2 separate regions of the Bombyx mori genome follow, and region 1 is linked to region 2. A link is a contact called in public Hi-C data. All regions are on one chromosome and are shown on one strand. Each heading gives the region's core, a stretch centred on a gene start, on an enhancer-like site or on the middle of the called end of the contact. The rest is flanking DNA. Distances are from core to core; before and after follow the strand shown.

Evidence for each region. Hi-C and Micro-C count contacts between places; a contact is called where the count stands out from the background.
Region 1: a Hi-C map of whole pupa shows a contact between it and region 2, with 1.6 times the contacts expected there. The contact joins the enhancer-like site here to the promoter of LOC101746025 in region 2. A contact is called at or near these places in 6 of 7 Hi-C or Micro-C datasets (midgut, posterior silk gland, an unstated tissue and 1 more).

The regions. Positions count from the first base shown.
Region 1 is chr20:7,757,807-7,763,019 of ASM3026992v2, reverse strand. It overlaps LOC119630072 (a long non-coding RNA gene), which reads left to right and starts at 395. Exons shown (of 2, transcript XR_005245882.2): 1 at 395-610; 2 at 1,888-5,213. Within about 2 kb of position 3,174, at least 2 of the 8 cell types and tissues checked have open chromatin away from gene starts, as enhancers often do.
Region 2 is chr20:7,714,976-7,720,168 of ASM3026992v2, reverse strand. LOC101746025 (ceramide glucosyltransferase) reads right to left here and starts at 3,682. Exons shown (of 1, transcript XM_004933221.5): 1 at 1,357-3,682. The coding sequence starts at 3,319. The coding sequence ends at 2,126. LOC110386435 (repetitive organellar protein) reads left to right here and starts at 4,442. Exons shown (of 14, transcript XM_038018181.2): 1 at 4,442-4,713; 2 at 4,818-5,021. The coding sequence starts at 4,564.

The sequences.
Region 1 (5,213 bases), core at 1,925-4,424, 43 kb before region 2:
TTATGTACGTATTTCATTAGAAAAATTGGTACCCGCCTGCGGGATTCGAACACCGGTGCATCGCTAGATACGAATGCACTGGACGTCTTATCCTTTAGGCCACGACGCCTTCATTTTTTTGTCTTTAAACATATAAAAAATAGTTTTATTCAGCTATTTAACTATCTACAGTACTTTAGGTACATATATCTAAAAATAAGATTTTATTATTTATTTATTATTTAGTATTTAACGAGCAAACATAAAGATTATTACGTACAAAAACTATTCAAATTATCGCGGGGTAATGGGTGAAAAACACGAACATGTTAAAACTATGTACCTTTCGCTAATTTTAATTCTATCTATGGCTGTCCGCCATTGCAGCCCAAATGACGCCCATAGATAACGGCAATTCCGGGAGAAATGTCACTGTGTTCCTCGAGAATTCGTTACACTTCTCAAGCGTCAGTCGAAAAGAGACATGTCTATGTGGTTACGCCAGCAAATCTTATCTGAAGTGCCAAAAATAACAGCAAACATTCTTCATCTGTTTAATAATCCATGCGACCACAAATATACGAAGAAACGTAAATCTCAAATGCTTACTGAGAAGATAAAAGGAAAATAGGTATTAAATCAAAATGCGTACGGTTCATTTTCGTTATGCTAATTAATAAAATACGAAATGTTTTACGTTGAAAATACATAAAATCTCGCCTTGATCGCCTTGACCCTCGGAATGGCTACCGTATGCTGTGATGTGTCCGTGCTACACGAAAACTTGCGATGCTCTACTGGTGACAATAAACATTGTAGTTAAAAATGAGATAGGTATTACTTTGTAGAAGAAAAAAAAACCGCTCTGATACGAATTTAACCTCAGTTGACCTTTAAATTATAGTCTAAATACATTTATTTAATCAAATGTTTTACATAAATATTGTTACGCTCGGGTAAAATAAATGTTCCACCGAAGTACAACTTAATACTGTATTTGTCACTAAGAACACTTAAAACACTTCACGAGCACTTTAAAATTCTCAATTCGCTTCTTCCGCTTCGCTTCAGGTGATCAGTTAGCTGTTTCGCTTCGAGTAGTTCCGATTACTAGTTGACTGTGTGCCATCTCTGCAACGCTTTTATAGCCGATACCACACCCTTAGAACTATCGAGAATATTCCACACATTTAAAGTACTGTATTTCTGACATCTGCCAATAGATGGCGTTGTACTTCTCGAGCGTTTTAGAGGCTACTAGATCCTTCGATGTTTATTTCGACTATTCGGCGATAGATGGCGTTACTATTACCGGCGTAAGAATATGATCGCGTAGATATTTTGACATTATAAACAATTACAACTTGCCTATTAATGGCGAATAAATATTTAAATAACAAATTGAGGTTGAATCTGCCTATTTGAATTTGTACATAAATTGATCGAGAAAGAACAAAACTAATTACTAAAATTGTTAAACTCTAGTACTATTATGGAATGTTTGAGATTATCCCTTCATCTCTTTTTCATCGTTGAACCTTCTGCCCACGGAGCAGAGTTAATTTTTTTTTTATTGCTTAGATGGGTGGACGAGCTCACAGCCCACCTGGTGTTAAGTGGTTACTGGACCCCATAGACATCTAGAACGTATAATATCCTATTTAAAAATAAGTAAAATATCCTATTTTAAGTTTTTCATTTTGAATTTCTCTATAATGTGACGGTCATTGACCGTGAACTTCGAACATTCGAAGGGGAACGCCGGTTCAGTGTTACAAGATCTATAATGCGCTTGATTCACGTTCCATCTTGCTGTACGTCCCGCCAAGGCCGTGCACGATGCAAAAGTACCATGAATAGGCTTGACGTACGTCGATAATTATTATTAATTGTTTGCTGGATTTGCAGGACCAATTTTGCATCCAGCGAGTGCCCCCACCACCGCGTACGTCGTGCAGATAGACAGTGATTAAAGCGGACGTACGTCAGAGCGGTCCTGCGTCGTGCGTGCTTGATATTGAATAAATAGACTTGCTGTACAGCAGATTTAACACTTTCAAGATTTATTGAATGATATAAGTTCCACTTATTCTCTCCACGCTTGATGCGCGCACGATAGTCTGTATGCTGCATCCAGCACCGCGGCCTTGAGCTGACGTACAGCCGAGATGGATCGTGAATAAAGCGCTTTAGTGTCGTCACACGCTCGCTGTATTCATTCCACTCGTCGTAGCCTATTTTAGTTCAGTCGAACACGGCCACTCGGATCGATGACACGTACACAATCAACCGATTCAATAAAACCACTGTGATTTAAACGTTCCGCTTATTTCTGTCTCAATAACATCAAAATACACGTTCTAAAGGAAGACGAATTGCATGTTATAATGAAGCACAGAAATCTTTTAAGAGTGAAGATTAAGATATAGAAGAGAAGAAGTGATGTACACGCATCAAAAGACTAAGCCAGTTCTTAAGTTCGGGAGACAAACACTTTGTTCAAGGACTATGTACTTACACAATATGGTCACGAATGACTAACTACCACGATGAAGAAATAACAACGCGTAATGAAAATCAAACGTGAACTAATTAATTTATGCGTAATTATTAAGCAATTGATATAAAAGCCCAGACATAACTTGACGATGAATGAATATAACCGTGTAATAGAATTAAAACCACAGAAGTCGTAGACGAAGAAATCGTAATTATTTGTGGTTTGGCGTATTGTACCTAATCCCGTACGAGTAGTTACAAAAATGCTGCTAATTCGTGTGTAAATTTATTATTGTAACTAATAATGTACACTGAAGTAATGTTTCGGTGTGCGTAGCGTCATTCATGCTGTGATTTCTAAGGAATCATTAACCTTTGAACATTAAAATTAACAGGTAAAGCGAACAAAAAATCGAGATAGCAATTGGCGTTTTGAGGAAATCTTAGTGCATCCGCCTTTGCGTGCTGTGTCCTAGTTACGATTAAGGAAAAAGAAAAAAAATCTAATTTACGAGATAACCTTTTTAATTTGCTTTTAAAAGCCTCTCCGGTGTTAGTCCTGTTTCAAATTACAATTTTTGTTCAATTACAAGTTTTGTTTTTCAACGATCTAAGTATTATCTATATGACACACGATATTGATACAGTATGAATGGGTTGATAATAATAAATTAAAACTTTCCGTCATGTATTCGTTCACGTATCTATCATGTGTATTTAATTAAATTAAACTAACTAAATGAATATTTATGAAGTCTATACTAATATTATAAAGAGGAAAGATTTGTTTGTTTGTTTGTTTCGAATAGGCTCCGAAACTACTGGACCGATTTGAAAAATTATTTTTCCATTAGAAGCCGACATTGTCCCTGATGAACATAGGCTATTTTTTTTTAATTTTAATTTTTTTTTGTTTCATGTTTGTTTTAATGTTAAGGAAGCGAAGCGAGGGCGGGTCGCTAGTTAATAAATAAAAAGTTTCCGTGTAATAATGTTTACGAGCCAGTACAAGCGTACACACCTGGCATGTGGCAACAAGCTTAAACGTTAAGTACCTAATTATTGTGAATTTAATGAATCACCTGATAATAAATGATACGAAATTAAAAACGGAATATTAATGAACAGTTTTTTAACATTCTCGATTGGGTAAAAGTTAGCTCATATTTGTATGAAATGGGATCGTTTGCCTACGTTTGCCGTTAGGGGCGCTGTTCCAACTGCATCCAAATTGGGTTAACTTTCACGCTATTGAGAATGTTAAAAAGCTCGCACTAAGCACACAGCTAGTGCCTACTGAGGTAGTTTTCCAATTACAGAGCATAATGCGACTCAGTGACGCACAATGCCGAATTATGCTGAAGCTTAATTGGAACGTGAATTAGTTTTCAAATGCATCAGCAGAGTGCGCTAAGTTAGCACAGTTTTAATTAACATTGATTATTTCTGAGAAACTACGACGAAACGAAAGCCTTACAATTTTTTTCAACATTAAATAATATTACTAACGATAATATAAACAAAATTTCGATTAATGCCAACTTAAAGAAAAAACACTTGTCAATTTTCTGTCACTGAGTCGGTATCGATTGCGAGTATCACGCGAGAGCAGTACTTTTGAGAGTGCTCGATTGTGCTTCGAGTTGCTGTAGTTGGAACATTCAACGTTGAGCATTATGCCGCATAATGCGCTCTTGTGCTGTAATTGGAAAACAACCTGAGTTACGTTTGCCAACGTAAAGGCAGTTTAGGAAGCCGACACATCACTTCCTGTGATTGTTGGTTTAAAAAAAAAACACTTTTTTTAGTCTGTGCTAGCGTTTATTCAATTCAATGTTCACAATACAATGTACACTTATATACTACTTGTTTTTATGAGGAACATGACGTATCTTAAAAGTTTGTTCGAGTGACTAGCATTTTCGCGAGCTGAGGAGAAATAAAAGAAGTCACCAGAGTCACCACACTTTTTTCTTTTTCTTGCTTGATTTTTTTTACAGTGGACTTTTTGGAGGAAGCCGAGAAGTTACCTCCAGCGGCTTTGATTCATTTTCCCACATTTGTGCACTTTTACAGATATTAAACAGTTAATAAACCACTGTTATTACACATTTAAACCTGAAGAAACACTAAATAGACAAAATAAAACAAATCACACAAGTTCACTCCTTGCGTTCCCGTCAAAAAGTCTTTTCTTGCATGTTAACTGGATGTGTCCACAGATATCAGTAACGTAAATACCACCATCTAACTTGAGGCATGAATTCTATGTCTCAGTTTTCAGAGTACACCGGCTGCCCCGCCCTTCAAATCGAAACGCATTACTGCTTCACGGCAAAAATAGGCAAGGTGATGGTACCTTCTTGCGACTCACAAGACGGCCTCAGGACCCTCTATTGTAATGCTTCATTTGAAACATAAGTGAATGAAGTATCGCGACATATTAAGTGTAATACTTTAAAGCTGTCATTACTCGTATAGCTTTACCACACATTTTCAATTTCGATTAAGCTTTTTTTTTTGCCACATACCATCCGGCTATGGAATGAGCTCCCCTCCACGGTGTTTCCCGAGCGCTATAACATGTCCTTCTTCAAACGAGGCTTGTGGAAATTATTAAGCGGTAGGCAGCGGCTTGGCACTGCGCCTGGCATTGCTGAAGTCCATGGGCGACGGTAACCACTCACCATCAGGTGGGACCTTCAATAATCAAGAATGGTCCTTCCAGCAAGACT
Region 2 (5,193 bases), core at 2,433-4,932:
GACTTCATCCCCCTCTATTAAATTATAATATTTACCAGTTTGTTGGTAGGGTATTGCAAACCAGCCAAACAAACCAAATAGTTACGCGTTTTTAAAAGTAAGGTTAGCAGTTATTTAAACGATGTTAAAACGTTAAGGCCATCCACCGTATCCTTTCAAAGAGTGCTCCAATATTTTGGTCATATAGCAAGAAAACCCTCTGACAACCTGGAGAGACTTATTGTGATGTGTAAAGTGGATGGAAGACGATCCAGAGGTCGGCGCCAAAAAAGATGGGAGTGGCCAAGGGTTCGAGCTTTTGGACACGAGACTCAGCCACCCACTTCACTGAGCCGATAACAGATATAAGTGACTACAAATTACATACTAAGCAATGAGCGATCGACTGAAGGAACAGGAGAAAACTTTAACATCGTGTTTAAAGTTTTTTAAATAAACACATTAATGTTGTATCTTCTCCTTAATAAAGACAAGAAAAGTTCCAGTTGACTTAATCCTATATAGTAACACACAATTTATTAGTTTACGTAATCAAAATACGTAAAATACGTAGTCGCCTGAATATATTTTTGTGGTAATAGATTAAAATTTAATTAATACGTTATCTGGAAAATTAAAAATATGTTCCATAGAGGTAGCAATATACATGTTTGTGATATCATTATTAAAAGTGAATATTAAGTTTGTTAAATAAAATAACGAGGTAAACGGTCTACGTAAAATCCCTCCCACCCACACGCAACCTAGACGAGTTAGGGATGTCGAGTTGTCGTAGTTCGAGTTTTTTAACGTTATCGATAGCGTAAAAGTTAACTCAAATTTATATGGAGTTGGAACGTTTGCCTAGGTTTGCCGCTAGGGGCGCTCTAAGCAGTGTCCTTACATTGCATTTGTACTGCAAATGAAATTATCCAAGATTACTCAGTGTAAAAAAAAACGTACTTAATTAATATTTGCCTTTTTTTTATTACTTAGATAGGTGGACGAGCTCACAGCCCACTTGGCGTTAAGTCGTTACTGGAGCCCATAGATATCTACGACGTAAATGCGCCACCCACCTTGAGATATCAGTTCTAAGGTCTCAGTATAGTTACAATGGCTGCACCACCCTTCAAACCGAAACGCATTAATGCTTCACGGCAGAAATAAAATTGCCTTTGAAGACGCTCTAATATATAGCCCATTTTCTGGTTAAGTCCCCAGTGCTCTAGGGCAACAGCAATTGCAGTGGCACAGCTGAGCTGCTGCCTACAGCTTAAAGCTTGATGGTGTAAACTGAAAAATATGATATGCTATTGCATTTTGAACAGATATTACAAATGGAAATTAAGAGGTTTATCAAATGAAAGCACAAACTTTAAAATCAGTCATTACATCAGACTGTATGCAGTTTATTATGTGAAGATTGTATTATAAACACAAGCTGTGAGTTACCTGTTTTTTTTTCTATGTTGACAAGTCCGTTTTGTACTCTTAAACAATATTTTAACACATGGTCAATAGGTAAGACACTCAATATAGCAAGTCAATCCTCAGACAAGTACCAATTTTTGTAGGTAAACTTTTCTTTGATATATGTAATAAATAAATATGCAGTAAATAAATAAATATTAATAAACTATACAGAAATAAATAATAAATATTTTTTATAAATAAAGAGATAGATATAATTGTTTAGATCTAGTAATACTCTATTCAAATTATGTAATCTTAAAGAAATATTTTTTCATGAAATTTTCACAATTTATAGATTTTCACAATGTTTTATCTCCAGGTAAATTGAATCATCACAGATACTCAAAAATTTTGTACAGTTAAAAGATAGAACATTCTCAATTTACAACAAATCAATCAACTAAAACATTGACACAACGCATCTACGTTACCCAAAAACAGAATGTACATCACTATAACAAATACTAAAATAAATTAAATTGACAACTTTAATGTAAATCACTTTCTAAAACAAAAGCAACTATCAACTTTTTGTTTCAAAGTAATGCAATATTGCAATAAAAAAAACTTAACACTAAACACATACAGAGTTGAGACAGATTAGAACTCAACAGATCCATCACTGGCTGACAAAAAATTAAAGCTTTCCAATGCAATGGAGGTGGGTCGCTTAAAATTTGAGTTTGGAGCTGAGTTCACGGGCACGGCCACCCCAGTCCAAGCGATAACTGCGAGTCCTCCATGAAATTTCAGGACTGAGCAACGCCACTGCAAGTACGAAAGGTGCACAACACTCGTTCCAAACCCAGCCCAGTAAGAATTGCACTTTCGTAAAGGGAGGTGAACCATTCTGCACCGACCGTAACATTAACCAGTCTGAGAGAAACCACACTAACACATGCACTAGGAAAAAGGCCAATGGCTCTGCTCCAAAGAGCTGTCCTGCAGCCCAGGCGGCTCCTGCGCCCAACGGCATACACTCGCTGAGTGGCTCCAGCAGAGTAGTGGCCGGCACCATGGCGACGCGCAACCGTGCCCACCGTGTGAGCCGGGCCTGCAGCGCGCCCACAGACCGAGTCCCAGAATTCTGCAGCGCCGGCAACGACGCCACCCGCATCTTCCATCCTCGCGATACTATTTCCTTTGCCATAAAGTAATCTTCAGCGAGATAGTCCGCGAACACGGCAAGTCCTCCTGCTTCCTCGATAGCGCAACGCCGGATCAAGGTCGACATGCCGACGTGACAATTGATGCCGAGAAAATCGGCTCCGAGGTACATTCGCGCCTGTGACGTTCCGAAGTATACTTTCTCGTAAACAGCAGCAAATCCTTCGGCATCATACGCGAAGGGCATCTGGTGAACGATCGCGACGTTCTCTTTCAAGTGTTGCACCATGTCCAGCAGGGTATCGTCTCGCATTCGGATCCCAGCGTCGCTTATTACGATAAGAGGGTATTTGGCGGCGATATATCCTTGTTGCATGTTGTTGATCTTCGGGTTCACTCCGACATTCAGTCCGCCGACGAACAAGCGAGCTTCCACTTGAGGATACTTCTGTAGGAGACTGTTCACTAACATTATAGCCGGATCGTTTTCGTTCTCAACACAAAACAAAAGTTCGTACGTCGGATAGTCGAGTAAAAAGAAAGTCTCTAGATTCGAGAAAAGGTTCGGATCTACACCGGTGAGCGGCTTCAAGATCGACACGCCCGGGTAAGGCTGTTCGGGCGGCGACCGGTCCACCGTCCTGTGAAGTTTCCATTTACAGTACGATAGCGCCATAATATGTATTAGCCACAAACAAATCCACGCGACAATAAAGAAAAGCGCGAATCCATACACCGTATACACTATAGGGATCATAATGATTTCGACGAATAGTTCTCGCTTTCGGGCCGCATTATATCGACTGATCTCTGAATGTTGAACTGTGCGCTATGACGCGATCATAATACTAAACTGAACATATGATAAAAACTAAACAACCTGAGGAATGTGCGCCTCGGAAAACGAAACAACATTTTATAACACTCGTTGACTATAGTTTTTGGTCATTTGTAATTGGCTTATCGATCTATTTTTTGTTAGCAGCACGACAACCACGACGCGGTGAGGCGCACGAACACCATTGGCAGTTGGAGGAGACTGAAGTGAAGTCGCTGAAGTTGAGAACTGACAAGAAGTCAAGACTGTCAAGTATCGTTCGAAATGTCAAACACACTTGCACTGCCACTTTATGTTTGGACCTTTAATCCTAAATTTTGTTATGTTTCTACATTTATATTTTTTTTACCTACCTAAGCTGATGGGCTAGGGGACCATATCAGGATCACCGGACTAGTTGGTGAGCTCACGGGGCTCAAACCTGACGATGTTGCTAACAAGAACTCTAGCAAGAGCCGTGCTTCGCAGAATCTACCACCTGAACGGAAACGCGACCCACTGAGAAGATTCGGCGAGAAACTCAGTGGGCTGTGTCTATGGGTTAATTCGCTCGTCGAGCCCTTCATCGCAAGCGACGGGTTCGGCGAGGACGGTGACCGGTGCTTGAGATACATAGAAGCACCGTTAACGGATCGGGAGGAGAATTTGTGTTGCTCTAAAGACAATATACTTTGTTTCTCTGTGGCAAGCATCTCTCACCACTATTGTAGGAACTTATGTGGCGGTGAGGACAGTGCAACAAAGAAGAAAAAATAATCTAGTTAAAGATTGTTTTAAGTTTTCAGGGTTACGTTTATTTAAGAGTAGTTTATTTATTGTTTTAAACAGCTCTAATTACCAATTTTTAAAAGTAGTTTTATTTGTGTTTTAAAATCCACCAAAACTACTAATTTTATTAATCGTGTAATGCAATGTTGCAACTGAAATTGATAGTTCTGTATAATTTATATATTTTCCTCTAATAAATAATATTATTCTGAAAATTGCTGGCTAAAAAGTTTTAGTCATAAGCAAATGAAAAAAAAAACGTAGCAGGAATACCAACATTTAAAAGACGTTGCAAGAAATGGCGTCTTTTCAAACTAGCTGAAAACTATTTCGCGCTAAAAGTATTCATTTAAAGTAATTGTTATGTGAATTTTAGGGCTATATAATATTTTAAAATGGACACAAATAAATTAATAAAAAATGTAAACAATCTGAGGGACTATATTTCAGTGACTGAAAATGCTAACAGTCTTAAAAACAGTAAAATTCAATTCAACATGTCGACCATACTAGCGTTAAAGAAAATTCGTTCTTTCGAAATTGAAGTGGGTACCTAATTAATTAAATATAACTTTTAAATAAATATTAATTAATAAATAAATATTAATTAATAAATAAATATTTGCTTCAATGTTTTCAAATTTTCCAGTATTTTAATAAACACGATGAAAATGGTTTTGCGATAGTACTGTTTCAAATGATGATTAATTTGCAACCATCGAAGACTTGGGGAGTTCTGGGTAAGGAATTGGTAAATCTTCTGCAGTACTGGTTGGATGCCGTGCGGAAGCACTTGATAAGTCACAATTCGCATTGGTGGACGTTTTTGAAAGTTCTCCTTAAATTGTTGAAGGTAAATTGTAATAGTTATGAACTTTAGAACTTTAAAATACACTAAGAGTATGAGTTCGTCCGAGGAGATTTTTTTCTCAAATAGTCTGTTTTTATTGCTAAGGTGATTGAACGAGCTTACGGTGCTACTACATGATAAGTGGTTACCCTACAGACATATCCTACAGCGTAAA